Linked DNA regions of Triticum aestivum: region 2 is linked to region 1. Evidence: chromatin contacts called from public Hi-C data. All regions are on one chromosome and are shown on one strand. Each heading gives the region's core, a stretch centred on a gene start, on an enhancer-like site or on the middle of the called end of the contact. The rest is flanking DNA. Distances are from core to core; before and after follow the strand shown. Region 1 holds the start of LOC123147877 (ubiquitin-conjugating enzyme E2 28). Region 2 holds the start of LOC123147878.

The links. A called contact is a pair of places that touch in the nucleus more often than the background predicts.
Region 2: a Hi-C map of leaf shows a contact between it and region 1, with 4 times the contacts expected there. The contact joins the promoter of LOC123147878 here to the promoter of LOC123147877 in region 1. A contact is called at or near these places in 2 of 5 Hi-C or Micro-C datasets (both in leaf).

What each region holds. Positions count from the first base shown.
Region 1 is chr7A:509,176,367-509,183,440 of IWGSC CS RefSeq v2.1, forward strand. LOC123147877 (ubiquitin-conjugating enzyme E2 28) reads right to left here and starts at 3,688. Exons shown (of 4, transcript XM_044567195.1): 1 at 3,382-3,688; 2 at 2,160-2,287; 3 at 1,356-1,460; 4 at 789-1,164. The coding sequence starts at 3,451. The coding sequence ends at 1,021.
Region 2 is chr7A:509,537,976-509,544,438 of IWGSC CS RefSeq v2.1, forward strand. LOC123147878 reads left to right here and starts at 3,732. Exons shown (of 7, transcript XR_006473533.1): 1 at 3,732-4,217; 2 at 4,903-4,981; 3 at 5,086-5,128; 4 at 5,218-5,275; 5 at 5,600-5,725; 6 at 5,895-6,396.

The sequences.
Region 1 (7,074 bases), core at 2,438-4,937:
TCCATGTATGTTTATCTGGTTGCCACGTACGCGCAACTGCAGTTGCCGTGTAGCAAAGAATCACAGTTGCCATGTGTGTGTACCGAGTTGCCACGTTCACGTAACTGCAGTTGCCGTGTAGCAAAGAATCACAGTTGCTATGTGTGTGTACCGAGTTGCCACGTTCGCGTAACTGCAGTTGCCGTGTAGTAAAGAATCACAGTTGCCATGTGTGTGTACCGAGTTGCCACGTTCGCGTAAGTGCAGTTGCCATCCACAAGGTAGAAGTGTCGTGTGGGCGAAAAACAGTTCGCCCACACGCGCATGACCTAGGTGGTGGCTGTGTGGGCGAAAAGCAGTTCGCCCACACAACGCAGCTGGCAAACAGCGTGGTGCGGGCGTGTGGGCAAAATCTCCAACGCCCACACACCAGCCCCGTCCTACGTGGCACACCAAATCCACCTTTTCATGTCAAGATTCGTGCAAAAGACAGTGAACGGCGATCCGGACGTGTGGGCGAGTTGGGTAACGCCCACATGTGTGGGCGTTAGTGTTTTCGTAAAATAAGCCTAATGTTTGGATACTTTAGGGCTATTTGAGCCCAAACTAGCTGAAACTAACTCTAACCCATAGATCCAAACAGGGCCATCATAGCAAAAAACCAACAAAGTGATGTCAGGCAATTTTACGTATGTTTTAGATTTTTACATCTAACAATAAGTCATTTTAAGCTTCATCAGCAACAAATGCAAGAGTAGCATTCACAACATCCAGTAAATAAGGGGGAAAAGACGAGGACACCAATCAGGTCAAGCAACGGAACAACTTTAGTTTCAGTTCCCATCTCTATTAATTTGTTGGATGGGTGCACCCATAGACCCATAGAGGCCTTCTGCCATCACTTCACAATATGACACTTGAATTCAGTCAGGTAGGTGGACAGTACAATCCCATATAGCAGCAGCAGAACAGGAACAAAGATACATTAGGTGTAACAAGCGAAGATGGCTCCAACATCATCCTCCACCTAGGCTCACAAGGTCAGCCCATTGCATACTTCTGGGTCCAGCTCCTCGCTGTGGACTCATACTTCGCACGATCACTCTTGTACATGTGTGCAATCTCCGGAACCAACGGGTCGTCGGGGTTCGGGTCTGTTAGTAGAGAGCAGATTGAAAGGAGCACCTGGAAATAGGGGCTTGTCAGGTAAACGTGCAACTGGAGAACAAATGCTGCAAGGTGGGCGTTTAACTTTGACATGCTTTGTCTAAGCTATAAGAATTAAAACTGCTGGAGCTCCAGCTCAATGACAGGTATCGCTCTTGGTTGGCATGACCAGGTTTGTTACAAAACCATGAAAAGAAGAATCACGTCACCTTTGAAACTGTCAATGCAGGGCTCCATTGTTCCTTCAAGATATCAAGGCAGATGCTCCCATTGCTGTTGATATTTGGGTGGAAAACCTTTGTTTTAAATGCAACCTGCAAAATTATTTCCATAAGAATTTAGCTAGATGGCTTTGGAGCTCAAGATAAGTATTCCAGATTTACATGAATTGTTAAAAGAAATTTGGCAAGCTTAATACTCCAGTTAGACCATTGCTACTGCACAAATACTTTATCCTGACAAAGAACATTAACATGGAACAGAAAAACAACATAAGTGACAAGCAGGAGAGGTATTCATGGTTATGTAACATGCATCTGAATTCCCATTCTAGAGCAGTTATGTCCTAGCTGGCAGCTTCTCTAATGATCTCAATAAATAAATTAGATCATCACCATTATGGAATAATCATCCACAGTACAAGCCAAGGCCTTGAATTGTGACAAGACTAATTAAGCATGCATTGACAAAAATTTGGCAAGCTTAATACTCCAGTTAGTACTATGTTTTGGTATACAGGTCCAGTAAGATGCAAACAGAAAAGGGAGGTGCTAAAAGATGAACCATTCATCTGTCTCTGGCCTAAGCAACTTTACATTTTACCAGGCTGACAGACTAATTAAGCATGCATTGGCAAATATGAGGGGAATTTCTGCACGACGCTGGCAAGGAAGTTTCTTATATCAGGGCTTTGGGAAAGCTCAGAGAGGTACAGAATTGAGAAGGCACTCTTGTATCCTCCTAGGAATGATTTCAGAACATTGCATGCACTGGAAGTGATATTGACTACATACCTTCGGTGGTTTGAATGGGTAGTCTGGGGGGAAGTGAATAGTAACCAAAAATACACCACCAGCATATGGGCTTTCCGATGGGCCCATGATCGTTGCTTGCCAGTGGAACATATCTTCTGCCACAGGGCCTGTTCAGTGAAACCATATGTTTTAGTCACTCATTGGAGCCTCAATTTGAATTGCCATAATGTGATACTTCAAAAAAAAGCATGGTAACAACACATTATTACTAGCAATAGCAGACTACCACAGAAGTACTTCCCAGGTTAGAATGTTTTAAGAATATTCAGGGGTACCCCACGCATTCACGCAAGAACTATTTACTACAGATAGCCCCAATGTTTATGTTTTCATTCCATCAAGATGTAATGATGTAATGATTGACTACTTGTGCAAGATGGTAACTACTATGTTAAACCAGAAGTCCAGATGCTGTAAGAATGAGTAACTGTCGATCATATCAGGAAGTCCTCATCATTTTTAGTGTCTATGCAGCTAGAAGAAATTTTGCCAACAAATCGGTAGCCAAGTATGATACTTCGATAACAGTACGGTAACAACACATTATCTTAGCAAACTACCACGGAAGTACTTCCAAGGTTAAGACGTTCAGGAATGCTTGACTACAACCATGCGTATTCATGGGTGCCCCACAGGCTAACATGTTATGGAATGCTGGACTAAAACTTTTCATATTAATGGGTACCCCACGCATCCACGTCCAAGCATATGTAAAAATGTAATTACTGATTACGTGTTCAAAAGGGGGAAGTACTATGTTAAACCGGGAGCACAGATACGAAAGAAATGAAGGCGAGCATGACTATTTGCAGTAGGTGTTTGGTCCATTGCCACAGTTTTTCTTGCAGGAACAGTACAACTACCATTTTATGTGTGCCAGTAGGCTAACTGTATCGGCTCAGGATGACCAGCGACCAGTTGGTCCACAACGGTTTGCCCTCCCTTTGAGATCCTTACTGGTTACCGCAATTTCTCCCGGCTATACACAGAAATTTCCAAAAGCGCTCGATTCCCCGGGACTACAGTTCTAGCAAATAAGTAGATCCTCTCAATTAATCGACATACATATATCTAGCAACGAGGCCACGGAAACGACAAATCATCACACATGCATCTGTCACCGAGGGATCTTCCATGAAAGTGGCAGTAAATAGGTAGAGCTAGCTGGCAATAAATAAGTAGATCTGGCGGCGAAAATTACCGGCGCTGCAGGAGGTGGGGGGATCCCTCTGCAGGTCCTTGAGCTCCTTGAGGATCCGCTTGGACGCCATGGGGACGGAGACGGGGCCGGGGCCGGCCGGCTAATCAGGCAGCGGAGCTGGCTCCGATTCCAATCGAAATCGAGAGGAGGGAGGAAGTGGGGCGGAGTGGGGAATAGATCGACGGGGAGCGCGTATAAGTAGTCGGGGAGGGGTGGCGTGCGTAGAGGGGAGGAGATTGGGTTGGGTTGGGGCGGAGGATGGTCACGGCACGCAGGGCGGTCTCCGGAAGCTTCCGGCCTGGGTGGAGCACGCGGTATTGCGTACTGGCGGCCAGGCCGCACTGCTGGCTACGGTGGCCGGGTGCGCGGTCGGTCGCGTTAGACGGACGCGGGGAGGGTGCGGGGAAACGGGTCGGCGACGCGTTTGGTTCTCCTTCTTTTCTCTTGCTTTTCCCCTGGGACCGGCCTCTTTTTTTCTTGCTCTAGCAATGGGTAGGCTATGGGTGGAAACAACTCTCTTCTGCCCAACGTTGCCACAGGCCAACAAATGAACTTGTAAATAATGCTTATTTTTCTCCTCACAAATGAGCACATTGCATGCGATGTTCAACCAAAACACAAATACAAGCATCTTCTTCTCTATATTCTTAGAAACACCACACAACCCTCTAGCCGCTCTTTCTCGTTGAACATGTCGTCCATCACCTTCTCTCGTCATTCACCTCTAAATCTATTGCCCATTGAATCTGCATGTAGCTTCCATGTCATTGTTGAATGCCCTGTCACGTCACTTTCTTTCCGATCTATTCCTAATCCGAGGAACCTAAATCTAGTTGATTGCTCGTGTGTTGCCATGGAATCATAAGCTTATCTATTGAAACATATATCAAAATATCATTATATGTAGTGTGCACATCACATGCTTATGACTATGTTGTGACAAATAGCTCTTGTCTATCTCTCGCTTTCCTCTAAACTAGTGGTTGGGGCGCCACCTGGTGACGCCTCTTGAGACGGGATTGTGCGCGTTAATCAAGTTACCATATTTGTTAATGTAACTATGACAATAGGCTTAGTTTAGGCAAAAAGACAGACAACCTAAATGATACATCAATAATTAAAGTACATGTAAACTTTCAATTGGCAAACATAGTAAATCTAATTTTAGCGTGGGAAACCTAGAAAGACAGTATGAGCACATTGACATATATCAGAAATAAACTCACAACGGATATCCGTCTCGCATCTTAATACCAGTGTTACAAAATCATATGTTCATATGAGGAGAAGCAAACTTAAGGATTTGTCACTACTTGATTGTGGATACTATATTCATCTACAAACAGGTAACATGCAACAGCTGACCATTGGACTGAGAAAGAGTAGTTTCAGTGTGATTAACCATGCTCGATCATGTTCATTGCTGGACATAAATGATACAACATGTACATGTGATCTTCAGGTTGCTTCGATGTGCAAGACAAAAGGAACTGGCCATCTTCTAAAGAGATGTTTAGTTAGTGTGGCACCATTCAGTCCTGGATCAAGATGGAGCAGCAAGCAAGTACAACAAGATAAATTGTCAATGTTCTGATGTGCGAGCAATGGGATCAAGCTGAGGAGACAAGCTGTCTAATTGGCCGACACCGACCGTGAGCTCACCCAGCCAAGCCCATGTGCAGAGGGCCAGCAGTCAGTCTAAGCCATAAGGCCAAAGAGCTATATAGAGCCCTTACCTCGAGTGGAGCAATGAAGAAGCAAGTAAAAATAAGGAAGAGGGGATAGGGGAAATGTAATACGGTTTTGTTATAGCAAGATCATCAGATCATGGGTGAATCGATCGATCATCAATAAGTTCTTATCGGACGACGGAAAGCGTTGTAAATGATATGAAAATAACTAAAAAAGTTAACTAAATCAAAGCATCCGAAGGACAACCGATTTGGAAAACAAATCTCATGGCAAATGATATGAAAATAACTAAACAAAGGCAATTCAACAGATGTACTGAAACAAATGGGATGGACGTATCCAGGTACTTTACAGTATCAATTGTGAAAAATCCAAATCCACGAGGCCTCCTGATATGCATATCCCTCATAATAACAAATCAGTTATAGCTCTAATTTTTTAAAATGCTGGTGAATGGCATCAGTAACAAGTCCCTATTTTTGAAGATGCTTGGTGAATTTATTTGCACACAAAGATCCATTTTTAGATAAAGCTATGTACATAAAGAAATGGGGCATGAGAAGGCTAGCCTAGAGAAGTGCATTCCACATGCAAGTATTCATAGAACATGTACCTGGACAACTATGTAGATAAAGGTATATTCTTGTGTAATGATGAAGTTGAATCCTAACCCAATTGACAATTAACCGGAGACACCTTGATGTCAAGGTGGTAGCGACAGCAGCACCTATAGGAAGAACACATAAGGATCATACATCAATTGAAAAAATTATTTAGCGAACAGTAAAGAACAGGGTGATAGCAACAACAACACCTACAGGAAGAACACATATACGGGAAAAATGAAGCAAGGGATAATACGTTTCCACTCTCACACATGGTTTGAGCAAAATTTGTGAGCAAGGATGGGGGTTCGAAACAAATAGATTGGCCAGATTCGACCTCACCATCTCTTCTTGCTTGGCGTTGGCAGCGCGTGAGACGAAGTGGATGTCCATGTAGATGAGGAGTGAAGAAATGCTTTTCCCCAGCAAATTGTCATGTTAAGATGCAGTGAAATAACTTTAGGAGGATCATACTCCTACTCTCAGCATGTTAAGATATGCCGAAATATCTAACAACAATGGTACAAACAAAAAAGTTTAAAGGGTAGACTTGTTGTTGTCTTCCAATTTCCAAAATCAGAGAACTACAACAACACAATCGGTATAATTGACAAATACTCAAACAATTAGTAGCTCCAATCTAGAAGATGAAGAAGAAAGGCAAAGGTACAACAACTACCTGAGGTAACCAGTCTTGTGTAAACCAAAATTCAGCATCGAACAAGGCATGTGAAACTATCAAACGATTGTTTAATGCAACTCACTAACTGTATAATACAGTGCAAGCCCACCCTTATGTCCAAAACCTGCACTTGATAGTTTGGTGATTATTAAACTGAAACTTGAACAAGTGATGCTAATTGATTGATGAGAGCAACATAGATAACATTTAGTGACGAGAGCGACATGCAGAGCTAGGATCGGTGAAGTTAATTACCTTTCCGCGGTCTTCGTATATGTAGTCTAGCCCCTTGTAGAAGGGTGGGTGCCCCACTGACAGGTACTAAAATTAACAACCACACACGGTCATTAGCTCATCGCTAGTCGCTAGTACAACCTGAAGGAAATATGCCCTAGAGGCAATAATAAAGTTGTTATTTATATTTCCTTATATCATGATAAATGTTTATTATTCATGCTAGAATTGTATTAACCGGAAACTTAGTACATGTGTGAATACATAGACAAACAGAGTGTCACTAGTATGCCTCTACTTGACTAGCTCGTTAAGCAAAGATGGTTAAATTTCCTAGCCATGGAAAAAGAGTTGTCATTTGATAAGCGGGATCACGCATTAGAGAATGATGTGATTGACTTGACCCATTCGTTAGCTTAGCACGATGATCGTTACAGTTACATTGCTACTGTTTTCTTCATGACTTATACATGTTCCTCA
Region 2 (6,463 bases), core at 2,482-4,981, 360 kb after region 1:
GGCAGAGTAACACATAGAGAGTAATGGAATAATCAGGCTATTCTATATGCATATTTGGCTGGTGGAAAGATCTATGATTACAGTTTTGCGTAAAGCCAATTTTTCCCTACTGCAAAGGAATACATTTTATTTAACTATCATGGTGGTTGTTAAACGTTGAGAATGGTTGACAGTATTCTCAATCCCAATTAAGCATCATCATTAAACAAAACCCAACAGAATTAATTTTAGAGTAACATGTTGAGATTCACATGATAATTCAGGTACTAGATACTCAAGATGTCCATAACTGGGGACACGGCTAACCATGATTAGTTTATACACTCTGCAGAGGTTTGCGCACTTTTCCCCACAAGACTCGATCTCCTCCGTTGGAATTCTCGCACTACATGGTGTTTGAGAAACAGATGACCGAGACATAGTCTTTCAGAAGCGCTAGCACCTTACGAACGGGTAGACCGTACCAACCTACATCCCCTACATCTGCTAGTCTACCACTGTAAGAGTTCGCACGACTTAATCAACTATGCTAGAGCCCATAATAGCTTGTGGCTGCACACGAAAGTTTCTAGCATGAATAATCTCATGATCCCTTTGAGTCTGGATGGCGGTCCATAAAGAAAAACAGGCAATCGCTGGAATACCCAGGTGCCTCAATCCACCCAAATGTGTATTTAAGTTGCCACCTTAAGTAAACCATTAATTAAGAATCTCACATCTGTCATGGAGACACTCACCCAATCCACGTTTACTAGCATAACATGGCATAATAAGCAAATGTAGAAGTAACTCCCAAAGGTTTGATAATAACAGGTAATAGGTACTACCTCAACTACTTCCCAAACCCACAATTTAATTAGATCCTAATCATGCAATGTTTAAGGATAGATCTAATGCAATAAAACTGGGTAGTTGGAAAGCATGATCAAAGTGTTACTTGCCTTGCTGATGATCCGGGAATCCTAGCGATTCGAAGCAGCAAGCGGCGCACTCCGGGTACTCTATCGCAAACAACCAAGCATACAATAAGTACTCAGCTAATGCACAGGTAAAACTCAAATAAGAGATATAACCAGAAAGTTCAAATTAAGAACTCCGGTTGGCAAAAAGAATCAAATCGAACGAAGCAACGGAAAACAAACGGCAAAAGAAACAAGCTTCGTTTACTATTCTGGATGTAGGGTAATTTTTACAGTGGCAAAAACTTGTTTAAGTTGGTTAAACGGAAAGAGGGTTTCGAGACAAAACTCCAGGCGCTTGAATCGCCTGATGCCGATAAACGAGCGAAAAGTTAGACTAAAATGAAAATCGGATCAGAAATCGCGATCTGGAAAATCACGGATTTATTCCGAGAAAAGAAAAAACAACGAACGTTCGTTAAAACTAGCGAACGAGCGGACGCTCGCTATTTAAATAAACAGGAAAAACCGATCTATTAAAAAAATTAAACTAAAAAAACGAATAAAACCGTCAGAAAAACCGAACGGTCTTTCGAGAAAAGCCGGCGGCGGCGAGGTCTACCTCCGGCGACGGATCCGGCGGGCGGCAGCGGCGGGCGGCGGCGGCGCGGGGCGGCGGCGGCGGTGCTAGGGCGGCGGGGCTGGGGCTGGGTGCTAGTGTTTCGGCCCGGGGCAGGCCGGCGGCTTATAAAGGCTGAGGCCGGAGGAGTCCGGACTAACACGGCCCGTAGGTCGGTTCAGTTTTTTTTAAGTTATGCTCAGAAAAAAAACAAAAGGAATACTAAACGGACTCCAAAAATCCCGAAATAAATTTTCCCCGACTCCTAAAATCAAGCCGAACAGGATGAACATTTATTTGGGTCCTAAATGCAATTTTGAAAAACGCGCATTTTTCCTAAATTCAAATAAAATAGCAAATAAAACCAGAATAACTCTTATTTGATTTATTTATTAAATCCTCAATATTTCTTTATTTTGAGAAAGTCATTTTATTCCCGCTCTCATATTTTTGTAATAGAAATAATTGAAGATAAAATAAATAAAATCAAATGATCCTATTTTCAAAATTTGAGACAACTCAAATATGAAAATAACGAAATCCCCAATTCTCTCCGAGGGTCCTTGAGTTGCGTGAAATTTCTAGGATCAACCAAAATGCGATAAATATGATATGCAATGATGCCTAGTGTATAACATTTCAAATTGAAAATTTGGGATGTTACAAACCTACCCCCTTAAGATGAATCTCGCCCTCGAGATTCGGTTTGGCTAGAAAATAGGTGAGGGTGGTCCTTCAGCAATTCTTCCTCTCACTCCCTGGTGGCTTCATCCTCCGTGTGGTGGCTCCACTGAATCTTGCAAAACTTGATAACTTTGCTGCGCGTGACTCGACTGGCGTACTCTAGAATCTTAACTGGTTTCTCCTCATAGGTCAAATCACTGTCCAACTGAAATGCTTCCAATGGTACCGTATCTCTCAACGGTATTTCAGCCATCTCTGCGTGACACTTCTTCAGCTGGGAAACGTGGAACACGTCATGAACTCCTGACAATCCTTCGGGCAATTCCAATTTGTAGGCCACTTCTCCCATACGCTCCAAAACATTGTATGGTCCTACAAAACGTGGTGCTAACTTTCCCTTAACTCCAAAGCGCTTAACTCCTCGAAGTGGTGATACTCGAAGATAAACTCGGTCTCCGACTTCGTAAACTGTCTCCTTGCGTTTAGAATCTGCATAACTCTTCTGCCTGGACTGAGCTACCTTGAGCCTATCGCGAATCAATTTCACTTTCTGTTCAGACTCCTTTATCAGATCCGGTCCAAACAACTGGCGGTCTCCAACTTCATCCCAAGACAATGGGATCCTGCACCTCCTTCTGTACAAGGCTTCGAAAGGGGTCATCTTCAAACTGGATTGATAGTTGTTGTTGTAAGAGAACTCTGCATACGGCAAATTCTCGTCCCAACTAGATCTGTAATCTAGCGCACAAGCTCTCAGCATATCCTCCAAAATCTGATTGACTCTCTCGGTGTGTCCATCTGCCTGCGGATGGAAGGCTGTGCTAAACTCCAGTCTGGTTCCCAAAGTTTCATGCAACTAATTCTAGAACTTTGAGGTAAATTGGGTTCCTCTATCTGATACAATGCTCCTTGGAACTCCATGCAGATATACAATCCTGGTCATGTATATCTTTGCCAACTTTGCACTGGTATAGGTAGTCTTCACGGGAATGAAATGAGCTACCTTTGTCAAACGATCGACTACAACCCATATCGAGTCGTAGCCTGAACGTGTTCGGGGTAATCCGGTAATAAAGTCCATGCCTAGCTTATCCCACTTCCATTCGGGTATCGGCAATGGTTGTAGCAATCCCGCTGGCTTCTGATGCTCTGCCTTTACTCTCTAACATACATCACAAACCACTACACCATAACACTTAATTGGGGGCAATTAACTGCCGGTAGAAATAGCTGATCAAGGTCAAATAAACTGCCGGGACATTTTGTACTACCGGTACAACTACCTAAGGGCATTTTAACTGCCGGTAAAACCGAAGAAACAAGGGCAATAAGACTGCCGGTAATAATGAGGGTGCAACATTTGCCGGGAGAACTACGACACGGCATGCTATCTGCCGGGGGACCATCTCTGGCGCGGGACCAAATATTTTTTTTTGAGTGGGATGGCACGGGACCAAAACAGAGTTGGGCCTAAAGCGCGCGCCAACAAGAGCACAAAAGCGAGCGAGACTTTTGGCCTGAAAAAATATAGACGCGTCGTGTCCCTCATCCAGAGACTTCGATCCAGTTCATCCCCAAATCGATCCAGACCGCATACGCCGCGAACCCTAGCCACAACCCCACCGCCGCTACCGCGCCCTCCACCACACCACCGCTGCCCCGCCTGCCCCAACCACTCCCCGCTGCTGCTGCAGACTCCGCCCTCCACACCCCACCGCTGCAGACTGCTGCCGCGGTCGACCCCACATCACAGCGCCGTCGAGGACACGGACGACACCACCAGCGCCGGCCTTCCACGTCGCGGAGCCACTCCACTGGCGACCACCCCCCTTCTCCGCGAGCTTGGTCCACACCGAGCAGGCCTTCTCCAAAGCATTGAGCGGGGCTGCCTCCTCTACGTCATCTCCCCCGAGCAGCGGAGCGTCCTCCCTCCCGCGAGCGGCTCTGTCTCCTCAGTACCCTTCCCCTAGGCAGCCACGTCATGTATTTCCTTTCACCAGTGTCCTCTTCAATAGGTGAGATTTCAACTCTTGTCTCTTTTAACATCTGAATGTGCAGCTACACATGTATGTAATCTCGAACAGTAGCACTTAACTATTCTAGCAGTTAGAACAAATCATCGTTTTTAATTATGATCTGATAATGACGAAAAAACCATGATCCAAACATCTTCAAAGGTTATTTGCATTGTTTGCAAACGGAACTTGAAAATAAAGATAGATGAACACTAGTACTATTAGTAGCCCTTCAGATCGAAGGATGGGGAAGTATGGTGATTAACAATGCATACCTTAATTAGACTCGTTGAAACCTAACTAAGTTGTTTAATCGAGGTTTCTAGTTTATTTGAATTTGAGATGAAAGAAAGCTATTTTTTTACGTCTTCAGCCCACTTGTTTAGTCCACCTAGCTAAGTTGTTTAGTTGATGCCCCAAAGTAGTAGCATCTTTGCTTGTGTTTTGTAAAATACGATATGTGGACAAACTAGGTGCTACACTTTTATGATATAGATGATGACATTCTTACTGCTATTTTGGTTTTTGTATATTCTGAATGATATGCTTCAGTTCATTATATGGTTGTGTGATGGCATTCCTTCTCCGTATTGTATTTCTTGTTGCCTGTAATAGATAAAGATGATATGCATTTTGTTACTAGATTTTTTTCCTTAATAAAAGTATACTTTGTTTCGCATGTTAGGCTATTTGGGTGAAATTGGTCAAGAATGGACAAGAGTTGGATGGATAAAGCTAGAAATACACAAGCATATATTGACGGGGTAAAGAAATTCATAGATTTTGCTTTTACTCATTCAGCAAGAGGGAACACTATATCATGTCCGTGTAGAAATTACCTCATGGTGCTGGAACATGACCACCACAGGGCAAGCTCAAGGGCGATGTATCTCATAGCCATACACAACCATGTGAGCTTTTGTTCTTATGATTGAATTTACCAATGACTATCATGGAGTCATGGTTGATTGCTTAAAAAGCTTTCCTTCTATGTGTGCAGTTGGAAGTGGAGAAGTCCATGGCAAAAGCAGTAATGCGACCACAAGCAAGCTGAGGAGGTAATATACATGTTTCCCTCCACTCTGTACATTAATGAAGTTTACAAAATGAGCATTTGCATGTGCACGAAATCTTCCATGGCATTCCTGTAGACTCTTTACAAATGTTTAACTCAATGCATTTTTTTGTTCTATCTGAGCATGTTCTGCCTATTTGCACATGAAAGATTTTTGACTTGGAGCTAGAATGCAGTGCTAGACTCTACTATGTACAGTACAATATTTCAGTCTGCACCCTTGATTTGGTCCTTCGATTTGTATGTTCTGTTGTGTAATTGGTCCTCCTCTCATTCTCACAGCATGCCTCCTATTCGTCCTCCGCAGCAGGCAGTGTTGTGTCGACTACGTCTGGATAGCAACTCATCTCCATCCTCGCCCCAAGCAGTGTCGCCTCACCTCTACTTCCTCGCCTAAGCGGTACCGCCTATGGTCTCCGCTTCACCGCCAATGGTGAGATTTCTTTGTTATTTTTGTCATTTAGCCATTAGTAATCTTGTAATGGGCATTGATATAGTGTTGAAATTTTCTTGGTTACTCAGCTATTTCAGATGTAAAAATGATGTTATATAGGGTTGAAATTGTGCGATTATTCTCAGGTGTTTGTTTTTGTTTCTTGAAGTCTGATTTACTCAGCAAGGAAGGGATGTGATACTGTATAATGTTTATCAGGAGCATGGTAGCCCAGTGGCAAAAGCTTCTATGTATGCAGTTGGAAGTGGATAAGTGTCAGGCTCTTCCTACAGGATGTCTACTAGTTCAGTTCTAGTCATAAACAAAGGTGATAGTTGCTTGTACTTTGCTCAGTTACTTTGATGTCAACATTTGAGTTCTACATAATATAGTTTTTTTTTAAAAAAAAAAAACTATATTATGTAGAATGATAGATTTTCCTTCCATATCATGTATAATTGATCCATTTCTTTCCATAACTATATCATGTATAATGATTGATTTCTGTTTGTAGCAATGCGACCACAAGCAAGCTTATAAGATGCATTGATTTCTGTTCTTTGTAGCCACCAGCCATCTATGATCAAAGGCCACATATTCTGCTTTAAATTGTTTATCAAGTTTTGAGTTGCTAACCACATATGCCACGTGGTTACATGCTCTGTCTTTAGGTAACACTCCCTCTGTTTATGCAGTTATGCTTTATCTGATTGGTTCAAAATAATTTGTATTGGCAAT